Regions from separate parts of the Zea mays genome. Here regions 1 and 2 are each linked to region 3. A link is a contact called in public Hi-C data. All regions are on one chromosome and are shown on one strand. The core of a region is the stretch at or near the end of the contact, and the rest is flanking DNA. Distances in the headings are between cores, read along the strand shown.

Region 1 (3,566 bases), core at 756-3,255, 140 kb before region 3:
CAGTTGGTCTAAACCGTGCTTAATCTAATCGTGCAACGCTCCTGTGTCCCCGATCGATAGAGATGCGCTCCTGTGTCGTCGTGCTCCCTCCAAATGTAATATGTGGTCGTCTATAGTAGTCTATTCATAGTTTATAAAAAAAATAAATACTGTTTTAAATTGTTCTGTACTGTATACTTCAATCTTTAAATAGTAGACTTTGAATATAAGTAAAAGTAGCTGTTGGAAATAGTTAATGGTCACTTCCTAGTTCCTACATTTCGGTGCCGCAGCTGGAGCTGTGTAGACATCGCTTCGGGGACTGTGGGAGTAGGAAGTGGGAAATGCACCTCCCCAAGGCACAGGCCCACTTGTCCGCGCGCATCGGCTCGCTCGATGAAGTGTGCTCGAAGAAACTAACGTAGCAACTCAAATGCATACCGTTTTTTTAGCTTTTCTTGTAAGCACGATTTCTCAGACGAAACTAGATGAAGCCAATATATATTAGCTTTCTCTACATTATATCCCTTAAGAAACTTTTATAAAAAAAATATTTGGTTTTATCAATCAATAAGACTTACTTTCAGAACAAAAACTAGTGTAAAGCAGCTGATTTTACTGATTAAGCTAAATTGTACAGTTTAGACCCTAAATAAAACAAGCAAAAAAGCTCGCAGAGGTCCAAAAGTTCCAAACCTAAACCAGAAGCATAGCCATCTTGCCAACCACCGACTGGTTCGGAACAGTGGGGAGAAAGAGCCAACCCGACGCCTCGGGCGGGCCCTATTGAATTCAAAGGTATTTAAATGAATATCTATTATTTTTTTAAAAGAACTCCAATATATATACATGTATATAGTGTATATGCATATAAAATAAAAAATAAATCAAATAAATAAACGAATTCTGTTAATTTGGACTAAAATATCTCCTTCATACCTCTCATATCTAACTAATCCAATAGTTTGTCGTGGACCATGAAGCCCAACGGAGCGACAAAGCCCACTTCAGTACCTCACGACAAAAAAAATCCCCAAACCTTATTGTAGTCACACCATGGCAGAGCCACCAGATGCGCCAGCCACCAAGTCGTGGTTACATCTTACAGCCCCACGTGCCATGGAGACATCAGCACCTCCATTGAGACATCGTGGCTCCACGGCGCAGCTAGGTGCCCACACTTGACTGACTAACTATCATTGCGTTACATCTGGCCTCGTTGTTGCGTCGTATGTTTAGTCAGGGCGTCACCGCGTGCCAGGATAGACAACTAGGGGCAAGGTCCCATCGTGCCAATATCCAAGCCTAACCAGCTAGTGGCCACCCGACCTGGCCTCCCCTGCTTTGCTGCTTGCAGTACTGGGCTACAGATGGGGCATTAGCGATTGGAAAATGCCAAATAGGACAAGCAGCCAGGCAGCAACTGAGCAACAATCAACAGATGCATTTAGATTTAAAACTTTTGAAATAGTTGTATGAAATTTAAGTTTAGTAGACTAGTTATTAAATCAGTTATAACCATAGTGTTTGTGCTTAATAATAGGTTATATATATAATTAACTATATATGTCGATAGACATGTTTTAATCTTCCAAAAAATCATGTTTAGAAACTCCATTTTTCTAAAAGATTTTTATTTCCCTAAGAAAAATTAGTTTATTTTCACTTAGAAAAATAGAAATCTCTTGAAAAAATGGTGTCCATATTTTCCTTAGGAAAATGGTGTCCTTAGAAAAATAAAAATCCCTTAAAATATTAGGGTTTCCAAACTAGCCCTAAAAAATTTCGAATACACACCCTCTTAATCCTGAACCCGCCACTACCGACACCATCCCGACCCCGCCCGACCGTGCTCCGGTACGGTCGGACCGGGCGGCTCACTTCCCCTGCCGTCTCGTTCTCGTTCTCGGTCTCGGTCTCGCAGACGCGTGGGCCCCACGGTCTCACTTGCTCCTGCCATGCTCCTCCCGCGCCCCATCTATATAGGCACGAAGCCACGCGTTCGTTCCCGCCACCCACTCCCTCCACACAGTCAGTCGATCGTCCTCTCCAACATACCCTCTGCTTCCTGCCTTCCTCCACGAGGTACGACTCCTCGATTTAATGGTTTCGTCGTTGCTAACGGGACACCGGTTGCATTGCACCCTTTCTGTTGCCCCTGTTGCAATAGGCGGACGCTTCTCGACACTTTGGTACGCGTGGTCAGTGGTGGTTAGACGCTAGTACAGAGGGAGTCAGTCAAAAACTCTCGGATCGTGCATTTGGCAGCTTGCTGATTTTTTAGCCTGTGGTCTTTCTAATCTCGTCGTCGTCGTTTTCGGTCGTAATTTCGGGCAACCGTTGATATAAAGAAAAAAATGATTTTCTTGTGACATTACCGATGTGTTTCTTCAATCCGCAGCTGCCTTGGAAGCCTCGACCATGCAGGAAGCTCTCGTATCTCCGGCCAATGCCGGCCGCCTTCGCTTTCGCTCGGCCTTGGAGCTCAAGCCGTTCGCCTTCGGGGACCAGCGCCTCGCCTCGCCGCGCTACCTCAACCTCAACCTCAACCTCGGCGGCGCCGATGACGCGCTGTTCCGCTGCTCGTCGCCGACGTTCAGCCCCAGCTTCGGCTTCTCCTCCTCGCCGTCGCCGCTCGCCACGTCCTCCGTCTCGCTCTCGCCGACCTCCTCCGCCTCCCTCGCCGACGACGGCTGCGACGGCGCCGGCACCGACGCCGACGCCGACGCCGCCACGGGCCACACGCTCCGGCTCGCCCGCCTCGCGCTGCAGTACCAGGAGGTGGCCGACCGCTACGAGCTCTGCCTCGCCCGCCTCGCCGACGCCGCGGACGACGCGGCGGCGCTCCGCCGCGAGAACGCCGAGCTCCGCAACGCCAACGCCGACCTCACGCGCCGCCTCGCGCTCCTCAGCGGCATTGGAAAGCAGGTCGCCGCCGCCGCCGCCGCCGCCGAGGAGGCCCGCCGGCTCCGCTTCGGGGAGCCCAAGGCCGTCCCGGCCGCCAAGGATTGCGCTACCGAGAAGCCCGCCGTGCTGCCGCCCAAGAGCATTTCCGTCCGCTCCATTGACTTCCTCCTCAAGATGAACCAGCCCAAACAGGTACAGCCCCCCGCCACCACGCCGGCCGCAAGCAACCGCAAGCATCGCGCGTCCAACCCGACCAAACCAAGCTCGGTGAGCCCAGTTCACGCTTCGCCGATCCTCACATCCCACTTGTTAATTGGCCTGGCGTCTGACATTGTTGCATATGCACCTTGATGCGTTGCACGGAACCGCAGCGCGTGTACAAGGGCAATGGCGGTGAAAAAAAAGACGAGGAATTACCCAAGGAGCAACACGCGGCGGGCGGCGTGGAGCTGGAGGTGTTCAACCAGGGCATGTTGAAGACGGAGCTGTGCAACAAGTGGGAGGAGACCGGGGCGTGCCCCTACGGCGACCAGTGCCAGTTCGCTCACGGCGTCGCCGAGCTCCGCCCCGTCATCCGCCACCCACGCTACAAGACCCAGGTCTGCCGCATGGTGCTCGCCGGCGAGGTCTGCCCCTACGGCCACCGCTGCCACTTCCGCCACACGCTCACCCCCGCCGAA
Region 2 (3,438 bases), core at 552-3,051, 190 kb before region 3:
GGGACTAATGTTTAGTCCCTAGATTTTATTCCATTTTAGTTCCAAAATTGCCAAATATAGAAACTAAAACTTTATTTTATTTTCTATATTTAGCAATTTATACACTAAAAAGGAATAAAATGAAGGGACTAAACATTAGTCCCTAGAAACCAAACACCCACTAAATTTGAACTAGCTAGCGTCAAATAAAAAAATGGAAATGGAGGTAATATTAAAATAACTCATGGTTTTCAAGTCTGTAACGGCGTGCAGCTTCAGGCTGCTAGTGATTTTTGTTTGTAACATGAGCAAATTTTGACGGCCGGCGGCGAACGTCGTTCTGGGAATGGCCCCGCCCCTTTGTGCCGATGTCAAATGCATAAACTGTGTGTTTTGAGCCGATATGAAGCATGGTTCTCTCTCAAGAGTGTTAGCTGAATGTTCAGTAGGACAGGATAAATGTGTTGCCTTGAATGTTGAAACGCAACGCATCCAACAAGGTGAGCCAAAAGATGGTTCCAGTGGGCATCATGAGACAGAATCCAGGCACTCGGAGAAGCACTAACGACCGTCCGAGAGCTGAGAGGGCAAAAGCATGTGAGGCACCTTGGCTTTGTCAGCACTCAGCACCGGGTCAGCTCTCGCGACTATTGCCGGCGCCCGGCGATGGTACAGCAACTGTGGGTGGGGGAAACAGTACCCTAGGCTGCCAGTACACGAGCAACCATGAACGCAAATGGGCTATCATATATATTCCATCGATCGAACCTATAGGCTACCTGTACACGAGCAACCAGGAACGCCGATGGGTTATCATACACTACAGTAAACGCAGAAACGTCCGACGGCCAAAGCCGTCGGACATAAGGAATAAACCGTCGGAAATAGATTATTTCCGACGGTAAAGCCTTATCTCCGACGGCTTCAAGCCGTCGGAGATAACTCGTCGAAAATAGTGCTATGTCCGACGGCGGCCGTCGGACATACGTTATCTCCGACGGCTGCCTATGCCCGTCGGAGATAACAAATCCCAACCGTTTTACCGGTCGGGATGTGGGCCCCACAGTATTAAGTCCGACGGCTCCCACTAGGCCGTCGGACATAAGCATCTCTTATGTCCGACGGTAGTTAATGCCGTCGGACATAAGCATCTCTTATGTCCGACGGCTACCATTAGGCCGTCGGACATAACAAATTACAGAATTTACACAAAATTCTGTTTTTTAAAAAATCTGACATTTACAAAACAAAAACAGATTCATGCACATATACAAATTCACATTCACAATCACAAATATACACATTCTAATAAGTATTCACAATCACAAATATTCTCACATAAATATTAACATTCACAAATTTAACATCAACATATAGGTTCGACGGTTGTTGCAAACTGAAATTGTGTCTCACAAACAAGTGTTGCAAAGTGTTTCATAAAAAAACATCACGACACATCAATCATATCCATCGTCTGGATGGTTCGAGTAGCCACCTCCTCCGGCTGGACTCTGCGTGTTGAAAATGGTGTTCACCCACGAATTTGTTGTGTCGTCCTGACCAGACCCATCTCCAGGTGCGGCAACTGAAGCGGGTGGTGTCTGAAATCCCTATAACACAAGCACATGAAATAGTAACCACTCAGTTGTTCATTTAAACACATAAGACATTTATGAACATGTCACACACGCATATGTGTACATACCATAGGGAATTGTGACGGAGGCGGAGGCGGAGGTGGAGGCGCCAACATTGGCATTGGCAGTGCAAAGTCCGGAGGCGGCATCCCATATGTCGGCATCGGGACGCCCGCTTGTTGGGCTAGTTGCTACAAATTATATACAAGTCATTGTTGAACAAACAAGATACACATCAAGTGTTTTGCAAAATAAGCTACAAAATGTTACTTCAACTTACCGAGAGAAGAGCTTGATTTTGGGCCTGGAGGCTTGCATAATACTCGTCCCTCTTCTTCTGGTACTCGGCTTGTTGTCTCTGGTATTCAGATTGTTGCCTCTGGTACTCCAATTGTTCCCTCAAGACTGATTGATGGTACTCTGCCTGTTGACGCAACACTGCAAGCTCTATCTCATGGGCTGCTGATCGTGAACGGGACGACTGTGAAGACGACGATGTGGATTGTCGTCCACGGCGTCTCAGCTCTCTGGAATCAATCGTAGAATCAAAAATACCCAACCTACAAGAGTGAACCATGCACTTAGTATAGTAACTCATGGCTCAGTTGAATCGCAAGCATATGATGACAATTTTGAAAACCAAATCAAATAATCTCACCGTCCATGGGCTTGTCCTCCTGCGCTAGCATAGGCTGCCTGAGGGTCGATTGGCTGGCTCCTCCAATCGTACTCCTCCCCATGGCGTTGAACCATCTCCTGCCCATACGAAGCCTGGAGGCAAACAATATCAAATATAAGTGCATAACCCCTATGCCCTTGCAAACAATATCAACACACATAATAGAGTATCAAAAACTCACTAGACGGTCGGTGGCCGTCTGAGTGCATAACACATCAGGATTCTGAGGATCAGAACCCCTATGCCCTTGCATATACACCTCCACATCCGTGGGCGTACGGCCGGATTTGACTTCCTGTACATAAAAGTTATAATGACACATTTCTATGTGATTCAAAGTTACGACAATCTGTGACTTACCATTCGCTTAGCCAAGCGCACATGACCATCACCGCCGTAGTTGTGGAACGACTCAGTCCCACGGTTTCCCCTGTTCCTTTCGGAAATGGCACGAAAGTCAGGGGAAGCCCACCATCTGCACAATGCCCGATAACCGTCTGATCGGGTGGCCATCCACGGCACCGACACCTACATGAAATTTTTTAAATAAAGCAAGCAAATACATGGCTTTGTGCGATATGAGAGGCAACAACCTGTTTACCTCTAGGTATTGCTCCTCCGTCAAGTAAATTGATGACCACTCGGCCTTTGTATTTGGCATCGGTCGATCATCAGCATTTGCTCTGTACCATGCCTTTATAGCCTGAATTCGTGCATAGTACATTGCATCTGCAACGACATCGTTCGCGTTAAACTCAAACACGTAACGAGCGTTCATATCATATGATCCATCGTCCGGCAACTTGTACCGTTTCTGCAAAAACCATAGTGTTATCATAAAAGCAAACATATATGGAATAACTAAAATAGTATAAACAAGTCATACCCAGAATGCATCCCAAACTAGTGCCTGTGTGTTGCCAAACGTTCTACAGACACCATAGCGATAATGCTCCCAAGTGGTGGCGGGGACAGACTCGCCAGTAGGCAAAGTCACAAGACCAGGCCAGTGCAGACGAACAAGATTACCAAGAACCATGTTCACCTGCCTGTAGTGTCCTGTGCCTGTGAACGAGTCGTCGATCCAAGTCCTGCAAACAGAAATCAATGTAGAAATTAAAACATAACTTTCAATAACATTTA
Region 3 (3,859 bases), core at 1,068-3,567:
GGATGTTTATGGCAGTATGGTGTAAGCTAAAAAGACATAAACAAATATAGCTTAGTAAATAACAAAAACATTCATATTCAGGGATGCTTATGGCAATGTCATAATAGGTGAGCCAATAATAACTAAAAAATAAGTTCCATGTTAATTTGGGAAAAACAGGGATATGAGAAACTCGAGACAATATCATTATTTCAATCTGACATGCGACAATATGTATTTTTGCACCAAATGTTTTGAGAGCACAGATGAAGTGTATTTTAAAATAAAATAAAAGGAATACTATTTTCAAATAGTGCCTTGTCTCTAACAGAATTTCAAATGATACTGGCATTTTGGGACGGGTTTGTAGGCCTCATCCCTTTCGTACAATTGTAACTCCTGCAGGTCATAATCATTTACATTTTATGGTCTAGTCTCTTTTTTTTTTCTTATACTCCCTCCATCCAAAAAAATGTTTTACCTTTCTAGTTGATTCATACAATAATTAATGTATTTGTTTTATATATGTGTCTAGATTTATTATCATTCATTTAAACATAGACATAAAAATCAAGAGTTAAAATGACTAATATTTTGAGACTGGTGGGGGAGTAATATTCTTCAAAGTTTGTTTTTAAATAGCATAATTTTCCAACACGGTACCTATAAATAAATTGTCAGAAAGCGTAAATAGCAATTTTAAACATGTAACATTAATGCCAAATTGACCGGTTGTTTATCCATTTTCAAATGCTGTTTGGCCAGTATATGTCATCATGCCCGACTGTCCGGTGCCAAACGGTCCACCAAACAACTGCCAACTGGGCGTCAGCTCCCATTTTAATAGCTAGCCTAGCCTCGTCCCACGGTAATCGTCCCTCTGCCAAAAAAAGGGCATCACTCCATTGCACTTGCAGTGCAGTCTAGCTCTTGCACCCGATCGAGCCGGCCTTCACTTCACGCCATGTTCAGTGCCATGTCCGCCCTCCTCTCCTCCCTGGCCCGGCGGCTGGTGGTGCCCCTCCGCCGCAGGAAGAGCATCACGTCCTCCGCTTTCGCCGCCAGACGTTCGTTCTTCCCGTGCGGCGCGGGCCACCGCGACGTCGTCCGCGACAGCTCCTTCGTCGTCGTCATCAAGCGCAAGACGCTGAGGAAGGTGATGCCCAGCAGAAGGGTGGGGGAGCGGAAGCGCGGGCGAGGAGGCGATGACCTCGTTGACGACGGCGACGAGCCGTGCGTGTGGCGGCGGACGATCCTCCTGGGGCGTAGGTGCCAGCCACTGGAGTTCACGGGGGCCATACACTACGACTGCGAGGGGCAGCGGCTTCGGCAGCCCCGCACGCCGCCGCTGCCGTCGTCGCCGCTGCTGAGCCCCGTCCATCCTTCCAAGCTCCGCTATATGGACCGCGCATAAGAGGATCCGCACAGCAGACTGCACGTACTATGCTAGCTTACGGATGGATGAAGAAGATGACACGGTTTTCCTTTGGTGACTTCACTGCTTCGTCTCGTGTCTCGTGACGTGTGATGAATGAGTACATCATGTTCGACCGATCTGTTATCTTGTGGAACAGAATAATTAATGAGTATATTGTATTATATTACAATTGTTTCAGTGGAAAAGTAGGTGATTGTTAACTTGTGTCGTGTGTAAGATCTTGGTAGATGAACAGCGATGAATCCTTTCCAAAACAAAAGATATGGTAGATGAGAGGTTGTTCAACTATTTGCCACTCACGTTTTGGAAGCATGCACGCTAGCGGTACCCCTAGGGCCCTCACCTCAGCATTGCTGCATGAGTGACACTGTTTCGGTGTGGTACATTGAATTTGTTGACAGGCAGTCACTAGCATGCTATATTAGGTCTGCTAATTCAAACGGTACTTCTTTATTTGGATAATCTAGTATTTATCTGAATTCATTTTTTTCAATCTCATCCAATACATATGCATAGAAATAGCAGAACAAGATCTAAAGAGGTAGATTATTTATTTATTTCTCTATGGGTATGTTAATAGGCATAAATCTCTACACATGTGCCCTCTTTAATTCATCTTAAATGTAGCCTAAGGGCTTGTTCGATTAGCGGTGGATTAAAGAGGATTAAATCCCTTTCTAGTTAAAATTGAATATAAGGAGATTTAATCCCTCTTAATCTACTTCGAGCTCCATGCAACTGAACAATGCCTAAATTACAGTCGTGGTTCAAACTAGCTACAAAATATATATCTACACCTACTGAATTATTAATTGATACAGTTTTGTTACTATGTTATCATTGTCAATTTCTGCTTACAAATATATATTTGTGGGTATCTGGTTCAATCATACGACCTATGGTGCCGTCAGGCCCGTCACCGTGCACCGTCGTCACGTCGTGCGACGTGCCATGGCTCATCCGCAGTGACCTTGCCCCTTGGTGCTCGCTCCCGCGCTGCCCGCGCACCGCGCGCCCGCTTTGGTCGGGCGTCCGCTGCCCACTTTGCGCGCTTCCCCGCTGCTCCCCCGCCGTACGTAAAATGGACCTATCCACAATTCCACATCACCCGGCGCCTCTCCGTCTTCCTCCTCCCTCGCCGTCGCCGCGCCCCCAACCGTCACTACCGACAGCAGCACGGTTCACCCCGGGCGCGAGGGCGACGCTGCCGAGGGCGAGGGGTGCGTCCCGCCGGATCGGCGCAGGAGCGACACACGCGACGCCATGGACGAGAAGAAGGTGCGGGCTGGCACCGAAATCCCCTCTGTTCTTCTGTTAACGCGTACGTATCCGGATTCGCATTGTGGATTTCATGGGTTCGGCACCGTCGTGGTGGCCCGCGTGACCAGGGCTCCGAGGAGGCGCCGTTCTTCACGGACTACGGCGAGGCGAGCCGGTACGAGGTTACCGAGGTGGTGGGCAAGGGCAGCTACGGCGTGGTCGCCGCGGCCCTCGACACCCTCACCGGCGAGCACGTCGCCATCAAGAAGATCAACGACGTCTTCGAGCACGTCTCCGACGCCACCCGCATCCTGCGCGAGATCAAGCTGCTGCGCCTGCTGCGCCACCCGGACATCGTCCAGATCAAGCATATCATGCTCCCGCCATCGCGCCGCGAGTTCCGCGACATTTACGTCGTCTTCGAGCTCATGGAGTCCGACCTCCACCAGGTCATCAAGGCCAACGACGACCTCACGCCCGAGCACCACCAGTTCTTCCTGTACCAGCTGCTCCGCGGCATGAAGTACATCCACGCCGCCAATGTCTTCCACCGGGACCTCAAGCCCAAGAACATTCTCGCCAACGGCGACTGCAAGCTCAAGATTTGTGACTTCGGCCTTGCTCGGGTGTCTTTCAACGATACACCTTCAGCCATATTCTGGACGGTAACCAGAGCACATATATTGTGACTGTGAGACACGATAAGCAGCCACACAGTTTAAGTTTTTGTTCTTGCTGTGTAATTACAGGATTATGTGGCAACAAGATGGTATCGTGCTCCAGAATTATGCGGCTCCTTCTTTTCAAAGGTCGGATAGTTTTCACCCGGACACAACTTCTACTAGCTCTTCATTGCTATATGGTTTTTTACTGTTTAAGAGTACACCACTTCATTTTGCTGAATTTACAACTTAACACTTAATTTTGCAGTATACTCCTGCGATTGATATCTGGAGCCTAGGTTGTATATTTGCTGAAATGCTTATAGGGAAGCCTCTCTTTCCTGGCAAGAATGTGGTACATCAACTGGATCTCATGACAGATCTACTTGGCACTCCTTCACCAGAGTCACTTTCGAGGGTCGGTTCACTTTTCCCTACTTCTAGAATAAGAAAAACAGTTACAGGCTTGGAGAGTTGGAGCCTTATCTTTTAATTCAGAATCTCACATAACGGAAAAGAT

What was found. Hi-C and Micro-C count contacts between places; a contact is called where the count stands out from the background.
Region 1: a Hi-C map of tassel shows a contact between it and region 3, with 2.0 times the contacts expected there. The contact joins the promoter of LOC100192736 here to the promoter of LOC103636120 in region 3. A contact is called at or near these places in 3 of 25 Hi-C or Micro-C datasets (ear, leaf and tassel).
Region 2: a contact with region 3 is called in a Hi-C map of leaf, with 6 times the contacts expected there. The contact joins the promoter of LOC118473152 here to the promoter of LOC103636120 in region 3. A contact is called at or near these places in 5 of 25 Hi-C or Micro-C datasets (bundle sheath, ear, leaf and 1 more).

What each region holds. Positions count from the first base shown.
Region 1 is chr8:150,809,628-150,813,193 of Zm-B73-REFERENCE-NAM-5.0, reverse strand. It overlaps LOC100192736 (Zinc finger CCCH domain-containing protein 14), which reads left to right and starts at 2,005. Exons shown (of 3, transcript NM_001137935.1): 1 at 2,005-2,064; 2 at 2,381-3,153; 3 at 3,258-3,566. The coding sequence starts at 2,401.
Region 2 is chr8:150,858,339-150,861,776 of Zm-B73-REFERENCE-NAM-5.0, reverse strand. LOC118473152 (LOB domain-containing protein 13-like) reads right to left here and starts at 1,801. Exons shown (of 2, transcript XM_035961850.1): 1 at 1,685-1,801; 2 at 1,263-1,589. The coding sequence starts at 1,780. The coding sequence ends at 1,437. LOC103637385 (ADP,ATP carrier protein 2, chloroplastic) reads left to right here. Exons shown (of 6, transcript XM_020542419.3): 6 at 1-381.
Region 3 is chr8:150,666,970-150,670,828 of Zm-B73-REFERENCE-NAM-5.0, reverse strand. LOC103636120 (mitogen-activated protein kinase 16) reads left to right here and starts at 2,317. Exons shown (of 10, transcript XM_008658483.3): 1 at 2,317-2,695; 2 at 2,806-3,342; 3 at 3,427-3,486; 4 at 3,608-3,757. The coding sequence starts at 2,681. It overlaps LOC100276966, which reads left to right and starts at 753. Exons shown (of 1, transcript XM_008658484.3): 1 at 753-1,617. The coding sequence starts at 944. The coding sequence ends at 1,393.